3 separate regions of the Mus musculus genome follow, and regions 1 and 3 are each linked to region 2. Evidence: chromatin contacts called from public Hi-C data. All regions are on one chromosome and are shown on one strand. Each heading gives the region's core, a stretch centred on a gene start, on an enhancer-like site or on the middle of the called end of the contact. The rest is flanking DNA. Distances are from core to core; before and after follow the strand shown.

Region 1 (3,305 bases), core at 52-2,551, 100 kb before region 2:
ATACATCCAAAAATGTTTTCAGAAAACCTAAGTTAATGTTCTGTATCTATCCGGAAAGAGTTAAATATTTGGTTAGATCAATCTAGATATTGTTGTCTAGGTATTTTTTAAGATAAGGCTGATATCCAGAGGGCTGGACAGACAGCTTAGTAGGTAGGAGTATGCCCTACTCCTCTAGAGGCCTTAAGTTTTGATTCCTAGACACACACACACACACAAACACACACACACACACACACACACACACACACACACACACACACACAGAGAGAGAGAGAGAGAGAGAGAGAGGCAAAGACACAGACACACACAGATACAAGATATACACAGACCACAAATGGACACTCAGACATACAAAGAGACACACACAGATACAGACACATACAGATACACATACGCAACCCTCCCCAGATATACACAAACACACATGCACACATACACACACAGTGTCTTTAAAAAAGATTTATGTTTAAATCAGTAGACTTCAACTCACACCAATTACTCCCTGTAAGTGGCTAGATCTCACCCACACTCACCAGAGAAGCAGAAACAAGGCCGATAGACCACACCGCCTCCGGCCTTGAACTAGCAACTCCCCCTGGATCTCCAACCTCCACTCACCCTGAAGACTGGATCAGCCAGTGGGCACCATCACCTAAGCATATTCTGTAAGACAAATCGACCTCTCTCTCACACAAATGCCAGCGGTTCTACGCTCAGAGTGCTTCTCTCAGGGTGCACACACTGACCTGCTCTGGCTCCCACGGTAGACACCAAGAGTTCTTCCAACACTCAGAAGTGTGTGCGTATGTAAACAAGAATGCTGGAGAGGTCAGAGTGACCACGGGGTGTGTAATTTATCCCTGGAGAACACCTGTGGGCTACTGAGAATGACAGTTTGCCATCTGTCTGCAAGATTTTATTCTCTGGGCTGGCTCGGTAGGTACAGTGCTTGCTGAACAAGTGTGTGGTCTTGAGTTCAGATCCCCCAATGCCATGTAAAGCCAGGCATGGTGGTGCGCATCTGTAATCCCGGAGCTCTTACAGGGGGCTAGGGGGTTGAGCACCCTGGGAGCTTGTGAGCCAGCTAGCCTGGCATTTACAATGGTCAAGAAGAGACCCAGTCTCAAACAAGGTAGAAGGCATGGCCTGATACAGGAGATTGTCCCGTGACCTCTACATGCATGTCGTGACATGTGTGCAGCTACATCCACATGCATGAACACAGTCACAGGAACATGCAAACACGCACATGAGTTTTAAAAACCGATTTTTTAAAATTCACATCCGCACAGAGACCACTAGAGGGCAGCCCTGCACTTGGGAGCTGGAAGGTGTTTTCCTTAGCCAAGGGAATGAATGCACTTACTGCCTTTTATTGGGCAGCGATGACCAGGACAACCACACGAAATAACAACTACACTGAAACCCTTCAATACAATTTCCGTTTTCTTGTTACTAATTCTCTAGCCGTTGGGTATCCACGTTCACAGCCTTCCCAGACACAACACCTTTACCCAGCCTCGGAATAATCTTCCTTAGTGTGTGTGGTGAGCTACCTTCATTTGAGAGACGAAGAATCAGAGGCCCAAAGAGTGGGCACCTTGGGCGGAACTCCTGTGTGTGTGGTGCAGTCTAAGAGTGGTTTCAAAAGTGGTACAGGGGTGAGGAACTCCTGGCTGTTGACGGCTACTGGGGGGTGGGGGGTGTTTTCTTTAGTGAGGAAGTTTTCTTTTTGTGTTAGGGAAAGAGTCACAGGGCAGGGTCTTGGGCAGGCAAGCACAGAGGAAGGCAGCAGGCAGGCAGGGACTAGGAATAAGTGTCACATTGCTAAGCACAATTCCTAGAGACACCAGCACGTCCCTCTACACAGCAACAGAGCAGAACAGCTCTGAGCTGGATGTCAGGGCCCAGATGGGGTTGGAATTAAGCTTTCCCTGTTCCCTGTGGGATGGCTGGGAGGCTGCTCCAGGGGGTGACCCCAAACCCATGGGTGGGCAGTGCTCATTGAACTCGGCGGGTGACAGAAGCTCTAACAAGAGAGGACAGGACATGAAATTGGGAGAAGGCTGTCAGGGTATTCTGAGAGGAGTTGAGTGAAGGCCGTAGGGTGGTTGTTACATAACACATTGTATACCTGTATGCATTTATCCAAAAATAAAAAAGACACTGAAGATCAAGGGGTCAGGGGAAGGGCGTAAAGGAAGAGAAGGAAAGGAGAAGGGGCAAGGCTCGGCAAAGCTCAGTGGGAGTTTGCTTCACACTGAGCTCACGTGGAGCCCAGAGCTTGCCCTGGCCATGGAACCAGACCTGCTTTAATAAGCAAGGACAGGGTCTTGGAGTGCAGCTCAGGTGACAGAGGGCTTCCAAGGCTTGATTAAACCCTGGGTTTACCCCTCAGCACCACATAAACCTAGTGCAATGGCACATCCCTGTAGCACATCCCTGTAAACTCTGGGAATAGAGGCAGGGAATCTGAAGTTCTAAGTCAACTTCGGCTAGATACTGAGTTTGAGGCCATCCTGGGTCACATGAAATCCTGTCTCAAAACAAAAAAATAAAAATACAATAAGAAGAGGAAAATGTTTTGTTTCTATTTACCAGTCGTGTCTATAGGAAGCCACTCCAGAGGGTGGTGCCATGTCTATTATGGAATTTTACCAGAGGTAGACTCAGTCATACCTCACAACTAGCCAGTGCCAGCCACTGGGACATGGGTACCCTCAATGGCAGGGGAAACTGGGTGTGGCCCAGAGTCAACTAACATCCAGGGAGGAGCATGCTGTCCAGGGAAGATGCTGACGTGACTCAGATTAGACTGCAAACCTGGGTCTTTCCCACCTCTAATATTCTTGAGGGGAAGGAGATGAGGAGGGGAACAGAGAAGAAATGAGAGAAAGAAAGAGGAAGAGAGAAGAAGAGACAGAAAGAGGGGGGAGGGAGCGAGGGAAGGAAAGACTTAGAGAGAGAGTACAAGCAGTAGTTGGTAATGTTCTCATATAAAAATGGAAGAGGGGAAAATAAGGAAAAGCCACAAGTAAAGGAATCCACAATGAGGTGTCTGTGGAGAATTGGGGCAGCTCCAGGTCGGGCCCCAGCTCTCAGAAGCATCCTAACCCCTGTTCCCACCCTGTGTCAGCAAAGACCAATGGCGCTCGCTCGGTGCGGTGCTGTTTGTTACACAGCACACTGGGCAGCTGCCTGTCTAAAGCTTCTCTTCAAACACACCTGATGTGGGCCAAACATTTTACCTTGTCTCTGGTCTCTGTAGGAGGGTTCTGGTCTCTTCCAGAACCAGCTTGATT
Region 2 (3,541 bases), core at 606-3,105:
CACATTCATGCACACTTACACACACTCATACAGTCACAGACACACATTCATACTCACACACACTCAAACATAGAGTCACACACCCACATTCATACACACATACACACTCATACACAGAGTCTCACAAAATTCATACAGACTCACATAAACATACACACACTCATTCACAGAGTCTCACAAAAATTCATACACACTCACATACACACAGTCACACACTCATTCATACATATACACACATTCACATTCTCTTTCTCTCTCTCTCTCTCACACACACACACACACCATTGTGTTGGGCCATACTCATAAACATCTTTGGTGGCAGGAGGCCATGAGCCCAGGTTGGACACACTTGGAGTAGCATCTGCACTGGGTGGTTTACTGAAGTTTCTCTTGCCTCTTTGGTTCCGTTCTGAGAAACAGACCCCCATGCAGGAGGAGGAAGATGGGATGCAGAATCAGAGCCTAACTTTACTGCATGGTCTCTGTTTCATAACCCTCTTCCAATGCAAGGACCACTGTTCCACGGAGAGACACATGGAGAAGGGAGCTTGGGAGGCGAGTTCATAAATGGGGGAAAGCCCGCTTCCTCCAGGAGTCTGGAAAGTCCTCTCTTGGTCCTCAGTATGGAAGTCAAACAGATATCTGCACTAGTAAGAAACATGCCGGGGTGGGGGAACTGAACTAGCCACTCATCTGCTCAGGGAGCCGCCGACTTGACAGATTACATAGGGGTTGTTACTGTACAATGTGAGGGTCTGGGATCTGATCCCCAGAAGCCATGTAACACGGGGACATGGAAGTACATGTCTACAATCTCAACACTGCTGTAGAGAGAGGAGAGGGAGGGCTGGGAGAACCAATCCCTGGAAGCTAGCTGCCAAGCTAGCCTGGACTACACGGCAACAGACAAGAGGCTTTGGATCAACACCGAGGTCGCTCTCCTCTGACCACCATATACATGATGTGACATGAGAGCACCTGCATGCGTGTGCGTGCGCACAGGCACACATGCAGCCACATAATTCTATATAATATAATTAATATAATATAGTTATGGCAGTATTGCCCCTGACTTCTAATTTTCTTTTGAGTCAAGAGTCTTGCTATGTAGCCCAAGCTGGCTTACCATCTTACTGCTTCTGTCTCCCAAGCACTGGGTGACAGGCTGACATGTGCCCCCACACTCAGGTCTGACTTCTGACTTTTACACATAATTTAAATGAGGCCTTCCTTTGCTAGGGCACTGAGGAATAGCCTGGAGTCTCCTGGAACTGGAGCTCTGCCTTCCCACGACACCCTGGCCACCCAGGCAAGATGCACAGAGCTCCGAGTCCATCCCCCAAAACAGCTTTCCTCATGAATTCCCCGGAGGAGATAACATCTGAGTTGTCTTGGATGAAGTATTTCTGTATGCATTAGTGGTCCTTCACTGAGAAGACTGGAACAATTAACGTTATCTTGATTAATGAACCTAAATTAGCTTTGTAATCTTTGATGCATCTTCCTTTCTGCCAGCAGGAATTTGGGACTGAGTTTGCGCAGCCCACCGGGCAAGCTTCCACGTGGCTACAGCTGCATGGTCGCCTGGTGTAAGATGAAGCAGTTACTGCTGAGGTCTGAAGTCTGAGGGTCACCGTTGTCAGCTCTGACTGGGTCACGGTTGTGACTCCGTTGACTTATGTGTAAGGTGGGGCTCATGATCACACCACCCTCAAAACTGTGCTCACACTGAGGACCCCTTCAAACAGCCTTCACCTCACTTGGAAACCCCATGGGAATAAAAATGGTGGCCACCTCCCTAGATCAGTAGAATCCTGAATTCTCCGAAGCCCAGATGTGCTTTTACTAAGCATCTGGGCATCATAGAGCACCGACCTCTGGGAGCCTTGTTCTTCGGGATAGTTCTGACTCTTGCTGCTGACTGCAATTGGCTGGGGACATGTTAAATACGTCAATGCTGTGTTCCAACCCTGAGACGCTTCATGCAATTGATTTAGAGTGGATCCTGGTTTGGTTTTCTCACTGTCCTGCAAGGCTGGACACAGCGGCGCCTGCCCACAGTCCCAGCACTTGGCAAGAAGCAGCAGGAAGGTCATGAGTTGAAATTCGGCTGAAATAGAGAGTTCAGGCAAGGTTAGGCTGACTACTGAGACTGAAAAGGGGAAAAAGAGCAAAGGGTCCAGTGAGAGGTTGAGGGGGAGAGGGGAAATGGAAGCCTGAGGACCAGAAGTCAACCCCCAAGACCTGCATGTAAAGCTGGAGGTGACTGTGAGCCTCTGTCAATCTCAGGATTTCTACAACTGTGTGGGAGGTGGACACAGAAGGGGGCCTGGAAGCCCACGCCAGGCTGGAGTATGCAGCAGCCCTGAAGAAAAAAACAAAACAAAACAAAAACCAAAAAAAAGCAAAACAAACAAACACAACACAATGCACCTACCCGAGTAACGTGGAGCTGTCCCCTGGCTCCTGTGTGCTGTGACACACGTGCCCACCTTCACAGAAAATAAAGAGGCAAAACCACAAATAGATAAATGCGTGTTTCCTAAGAGCTGATGTTGGATAGCAGGGATGGGGAGGGCACTGTTACATCTCACAGTCCAGAGGAAGCTTGAGATATTCGCAGCCTAGTCTAACACTGGAGGTCACAGCCCTGGTGCCGGAGAGTACACAGTAATGCCAGTGGACACCAGGACAGCTCAGCATTTCAAGAAATCCCTGGGGCCAGACATCCAGGGATGTGACAGTGAGGGAGAAGTGGGAGGGGGAGAGGGAGGGGAAGAAAGAGAGGCAGGCAGGCAGGCAGGCAGGCAGGCATCTAGAATCTCAATGCGGCTGACCACCAGGCCACAGGAGCAAGACGGAGCTTCCGTGGCTTTAGCCACTCTCCCTTTGCTAGGCAAAGCCCCTCAAGGGAGAAAATTGATCAGGCAGTGGGTATAGTTTCTTTGCTTGTGACTATTTTCCCTCTACTTTTCTGCTGTGCTTCCACAAAGCTGGGGGGGGGGGTCCCCCTACCAGATGCTAGAAGCCATGCTGTTTAGATTTTTTTTTTTGAGCAAGTTCCTCTTTGCTTAACACATTGCCCAGCCTCGGGTATTCTGTTACAACATCATACAACAAATGAAGACATCTTTGTATTCTGGCATTTCCCAATAACAACCACTTTTCTCTGGCCTGGTAGTACATTTCTGATCAAGAGGAGAGAGAGAGGAAGGCGGGGAGGGGGGAGGGAAGGAAGAGGAAGAGGGAGAGGGAGAGGGAGAGAGAAAGAGGCTCATCAAGTCTGAAGCAAAGTACAATAAGAAATAAACGGAGGAAGCAATACAACACATGCTTTAGTGAGCACATGCAACCAGAAGAATGTGAGTGGGGAGTGCTTCAGGGTGAAGAATGAAGGATCCAGGAACAGCAGTAACTGTCGCTTCCTCAGAGACCAAAGACAAGAAACAAGACACATCAGGGGTTTTGTTTTGTTTTGTTTTGTTTTATAGTTTTTAGTGCTCTCCTTCTAAGATCTGGTTTCTGTTTTACTCCTGGGTCA
Region 3 (3,463 bases), core at 411-2,910, 65 kb after region 2:
AATTATTGAACCAAATGTGGTGGCTTATGCCTGTAATCCAACCATTTCGGATGTACAGGCAGAAGGTTCAGGAGTTCTAAGCCATTCTTAGTTACATAGAATTGGATGCTGCCCCAAGATACAGAAGATCCTGTCTCTCTTCCTTCTGTAGGAAGAAAGGAAGGAGGGAGGGAGGGAGAGAAGGAGGGAAGGAAGGAGGAAGGGAGGGAGGGAGGGAGGGAGGGAGGGAGGGAGGGAGGGAGGGAGGGAGGGAGGGAGGGAGGAAAGAACCTCCAAGCCATCCTAATTTTAATTATAAGAACTGGAAGATGCGGGCGTGGAGCAAGGGAATTTAACAATTCTAAACATAACCAACAAATAAACCATTTCGGATTCGGGACCATGTGTTGACATCTTCCCTGAAATCCCTCTGCGGTTGACCACAGAGCCACTGTCCCCATTTACGTATGAGCTTCCTGGACTTAGTTCTAAGTAACCCAGAAGCAATGACCCCTAGCAAGACAGTGATACTCCTGCCTCCACCTCCAGAGTGCTCGGATCACAGGTGTGAGCCACCACTCCTAGTTTGTGTGATGCTGTGTATCACACCTGGGACCTAGTGCATGCTAGACAAGTTCTCTACCAAGCAGGCTCAGCCACAGTGGGTACTTCTTAGAGAGGTGTAGGGTTATCCCAGAATCTGGCCTCTCTTCTACATCTGCATTGTCTCAACTGCTCCCTTGGTGTGCTGACGTGTGTGTGTGTGTGTGTGTGTGTGTGTGTGTGTGTGTGTGTGTGTGTGTTGGCTATACTGTGTGTGTGTGTTGGCTAGTGTGTGTGTGTGTCCAACTTGACACAAGTCAGGGAAGAGGGACTCTCGACTGAGAAAACACCTTCATCAGATTGTATGCAAGTCCACAGATATTTTCTTGATGAGTGTGGGAGGGTCCAGCCCACTGTGGGTGTGACCTCCCTGGGCAGGGGGTCCTGGGTTGTATAAGAAAGCAGGATGGACCAGCCATGGGAAACAGGCCAGTAGGCAAAGTTCCCTCATGTCTTCAGTTCCCATCTTCCCTGAGTCCCCCCCCCCTCCCCGCCCCCACTTCCCTGAAGGATGGACTACAAGGGTTAAGGTGTAGTTAACCCTTCCCTCTCCAAGTGTTTGGTCATGGTGTTTACTCAGCAGTAGGGAGCAAGCTAGGAGCCATTTTTACAGCGATGTCTTGGTGTCAAGTTTAAAACCCTCAGCCTTTGGTTGTTCCAATGGAAACTCTTTTACTTTCATAAGTGACTGTGAGTTGACCCAGCCATAATTATAACTCAGCAGAGACTCCTTTCTGGAATGTTCCCTATCATGACTCCCTCCCTGTTCTCTAATTAGCAACTCCCAGAGCAGAAGTCTGTCCCCTCTTGTCACAGCTATGATCACTGTCCAGGGTCCAGCTGACTCACAGGCCTACGTCAGTGAACCACGGGCCACTGGTGACACAGCCATCTTTTCTCTGTGGGGATAATAAGGAGTCTCTTCAGAGAGGCACACAATTATTTCTAGAGGGAAAACACTCGGGGTCAGTGCATGAATACACATTTATTCATTATGGAGAAAGGTCTTATCAAGCCAGGGGAAAAGGAGAAAATCACAATTGCTTTGATTGCTGATCTTAGAGGGGTGACACAGACCAACGTGTCCTTTCTGAGCAGAATCAAATTATTTTCCTCCCCAGTGAGGTCTGACGACTGCCATCGTGGCTGAGTTATTGGTCTGGGAATGTGGATGGATGATGTGGAAATAATAGAAAGATATTAAATGTGATTTGAATCTCTGCCACAGTGAGGATAATGACTCAAAAAAAAAAAAAAAAAAAAAAAAAAAGCCTAAGAGTCTCGTGCTTTAGAAAGTGCTCTGATGCCCAGTTAAGAACGCCTGTGGACCACCTCTTTCCTCTTGAATTTCAGATTCCAGGATCTACCTGGGAACATGTTGACACACTATAGCATAATGCATCACCTATTTTGGCTTTGTCCCTGGTTCCTAGTAGAGTCCCTAAGACCTGCTGGATTTCCAGAGAGATGCTCATACCTTTTGGTATTCATAAAGAACCCTCTTTTGTAGAGACGTGTTTTATTTGTAATTATGTGTGTCTGCGTATCTGTGTGGGTTTGTACACTAGATTGCTGGCCAGAACTCCAATTTCAGGCAATGGGACAACATCGCCCTCTTCTGGCCTCTGGGGGTACAGCATGCACATGGTGCATGTACATACCGAGAGGAGGAACACTCATACACCCAAAATAAATACTCTTTTTTGTTGTGGTTGTTGTTGTTGTTGTTGTGTTGTGTTTTGTTTTGTTTTGTTTTTGTTTTTTGAGACAGGGTTTCTCTGTGTAACCCTGGCTGTCCTGGAACTCACTCTGTAGACCAGGCTGGCCTCGAACTCAGAGATCCGCCTGCCTCTGCCTCCCATAAATACTCTTTTAAAAGAGTGAGGAAGGCCAGGGGGGGCATGAGCAGTAAGCAAGCAGACCAAACGGGTGTGCAGATTTCTCTCTGCTCCTGACTACTGCTGTTTGACGGACCAGCTGCTTCAGCTCCCAAACGAGCCCTTTCTGAGATGAGGACTGTATTCAAGATTGACCTTGCTATTATGATCCCCACCTGCCTCAAGGCCGGTGTTACATATGTGCACCCACACCGCTTGTAGACTTTTGCACAGCAAGGTTTAGTGAGACTCTGGGTTGGTGATGCCGTGGAGGTGTTGGGGTATGACCCACAGAGAGGGCATATGGTCTAATATTTTCCATGTTTGTGAGTATGTGTGTGTGTGCGCAGTGTGTGTGCAGCATGTGTGTGCAGTGTGTGTGTGTGTGTGTGGTGTATGCACTGTGTGTGTTCAGTATGTGTGTGTGGTATGTGAAGTGCATGTTTGCACTGTGTGTGTGCAGTGTGTATGTGTGGTGTATGTGTGTGTAGTATGTGTGAAGTGTGTATGCACTGTGTGTGTGGTATGTAAAGTGTGTGCACTGTGTTTGTGTAGTGTATGTGTGCAGTGTGTATGTGTGGTGTGTGTGTACACTGTATGTGTCCAGTATGTGTATGTGGTATGTGAAGTACATGTGTGTACTGGGTGTGTGCTGTGTGTGTGTGTGTGGCATGTGTGCAGTGTGCATACAAGCATGCTGGTTTGCACATATGTGAGCACACATGAATATGTAGGTATTCATTGAGGTCTCTCATTTAAACCAGAGCCTACCCATATGGCTATCTTGACAGTCAGCTCAGTCCAATGCTGGAATCACAGACAGGCCCACACACCCAACATCCCCTGGTTTCTGGGGACCTAAACTCCGGTCCTCCAGTTTGTGAGGGAGGCACTTAAGCTCTGTGCCGTCTCCACAGCCCAAGGTTAGCATTCCTGAAGCAAGGAGCAAAATGTGTTGCCTCCAACGTAGATGAGGCTCATCAGGTCAGTGCTGGGCTTTAAAT

The links. Hi-C and Micro-C count contacts between places; a contact is called where the count stands out from the background.
Region 1: a contact with region 2 is called in a Hi-C map of the N1E-115 cell line, with 3 times the contacts expected there. The contact joins two enhancer-like sites. A contact is called at or near these places in 2 of 484 Hi-C or Micro-C datasets (the N1E-115 cell line and bone marrow-derived DN2 thymocytes), 4 of 115 datasets of contacts at active chromatin or transcription factors (cardiomyocytes, embryonic stem cells and heart atrium) and 3 of 9 other capture datasets (adipose tissue, liver and pancreatic islet).
Region 3: a contact with region 2 is called in a Hi-C map of the N1E-115 cell line, with 2.9 times the contacts expected there. The contact joins two enhancer-like sites. A contact is called at or near these places in 4 of 484 Hi-C or Micro-C datasets (the N1E-115 cell line, cerebral cortex and nephron progenitors) and 2 of 115 datasets of contacts at active chromatin or transcription factors (embryonic stem cells and neural progenitor cells).

Annotation. Positions count from the first base shown.
Region 1 is chr9:120,375,962-120,379,266 of GRCm38.p6, reverse strand. The region is part of intron 2 of Myrip (myosin VIIA and Rab interacting protein); the gene reads right to left. Among named protein-coding and RNA genes, the nearest start is that of Gm34159, 14 kb to the right of the region's middle. Within about 2 kb of position 1,301, at least 13 of the 459 cell types and tissues checked have an H3K27ac peak or open chromatin away from gene starts, as enhancers often do. A contact at or near this core is called in the N1E-115 cell line, where this site is marked.
Region 2 is chr9:120,273,920-120,277,460 of GRCm38.p6, reverse strand. No RefSeq gene overlaps it. Among named protein-coding and RNA genes, the nearest start is that of Myrip, 28 kb to the left of the region's middle. Within about 2 kb of position 1,855, at least 5 of the 459 cell types and tissues checked have an H3K27ac peak or open chromatin away from gene starts, as enhancers often do. A contact at or near this core is called in the N1E-115 cell line, where this site is marked.
Region 3 is chr9:120,208,993-120,212,455 of GRCm38.p6, reverse strand. No RefSeq gene overlaps it. Among named protein-coding and RNA genes, the nearest start is that of Gm38642, 3.9 kb to the left of the region's middle. Within about 2 kb of position 1,660, at least 7 of the 459 cell types and tissues checked have an H3K27ac peak or open chromatin away from gene starts, as enhancers often do. A contact at or near this core is called in the N1E-115 cell line, where this site is marked.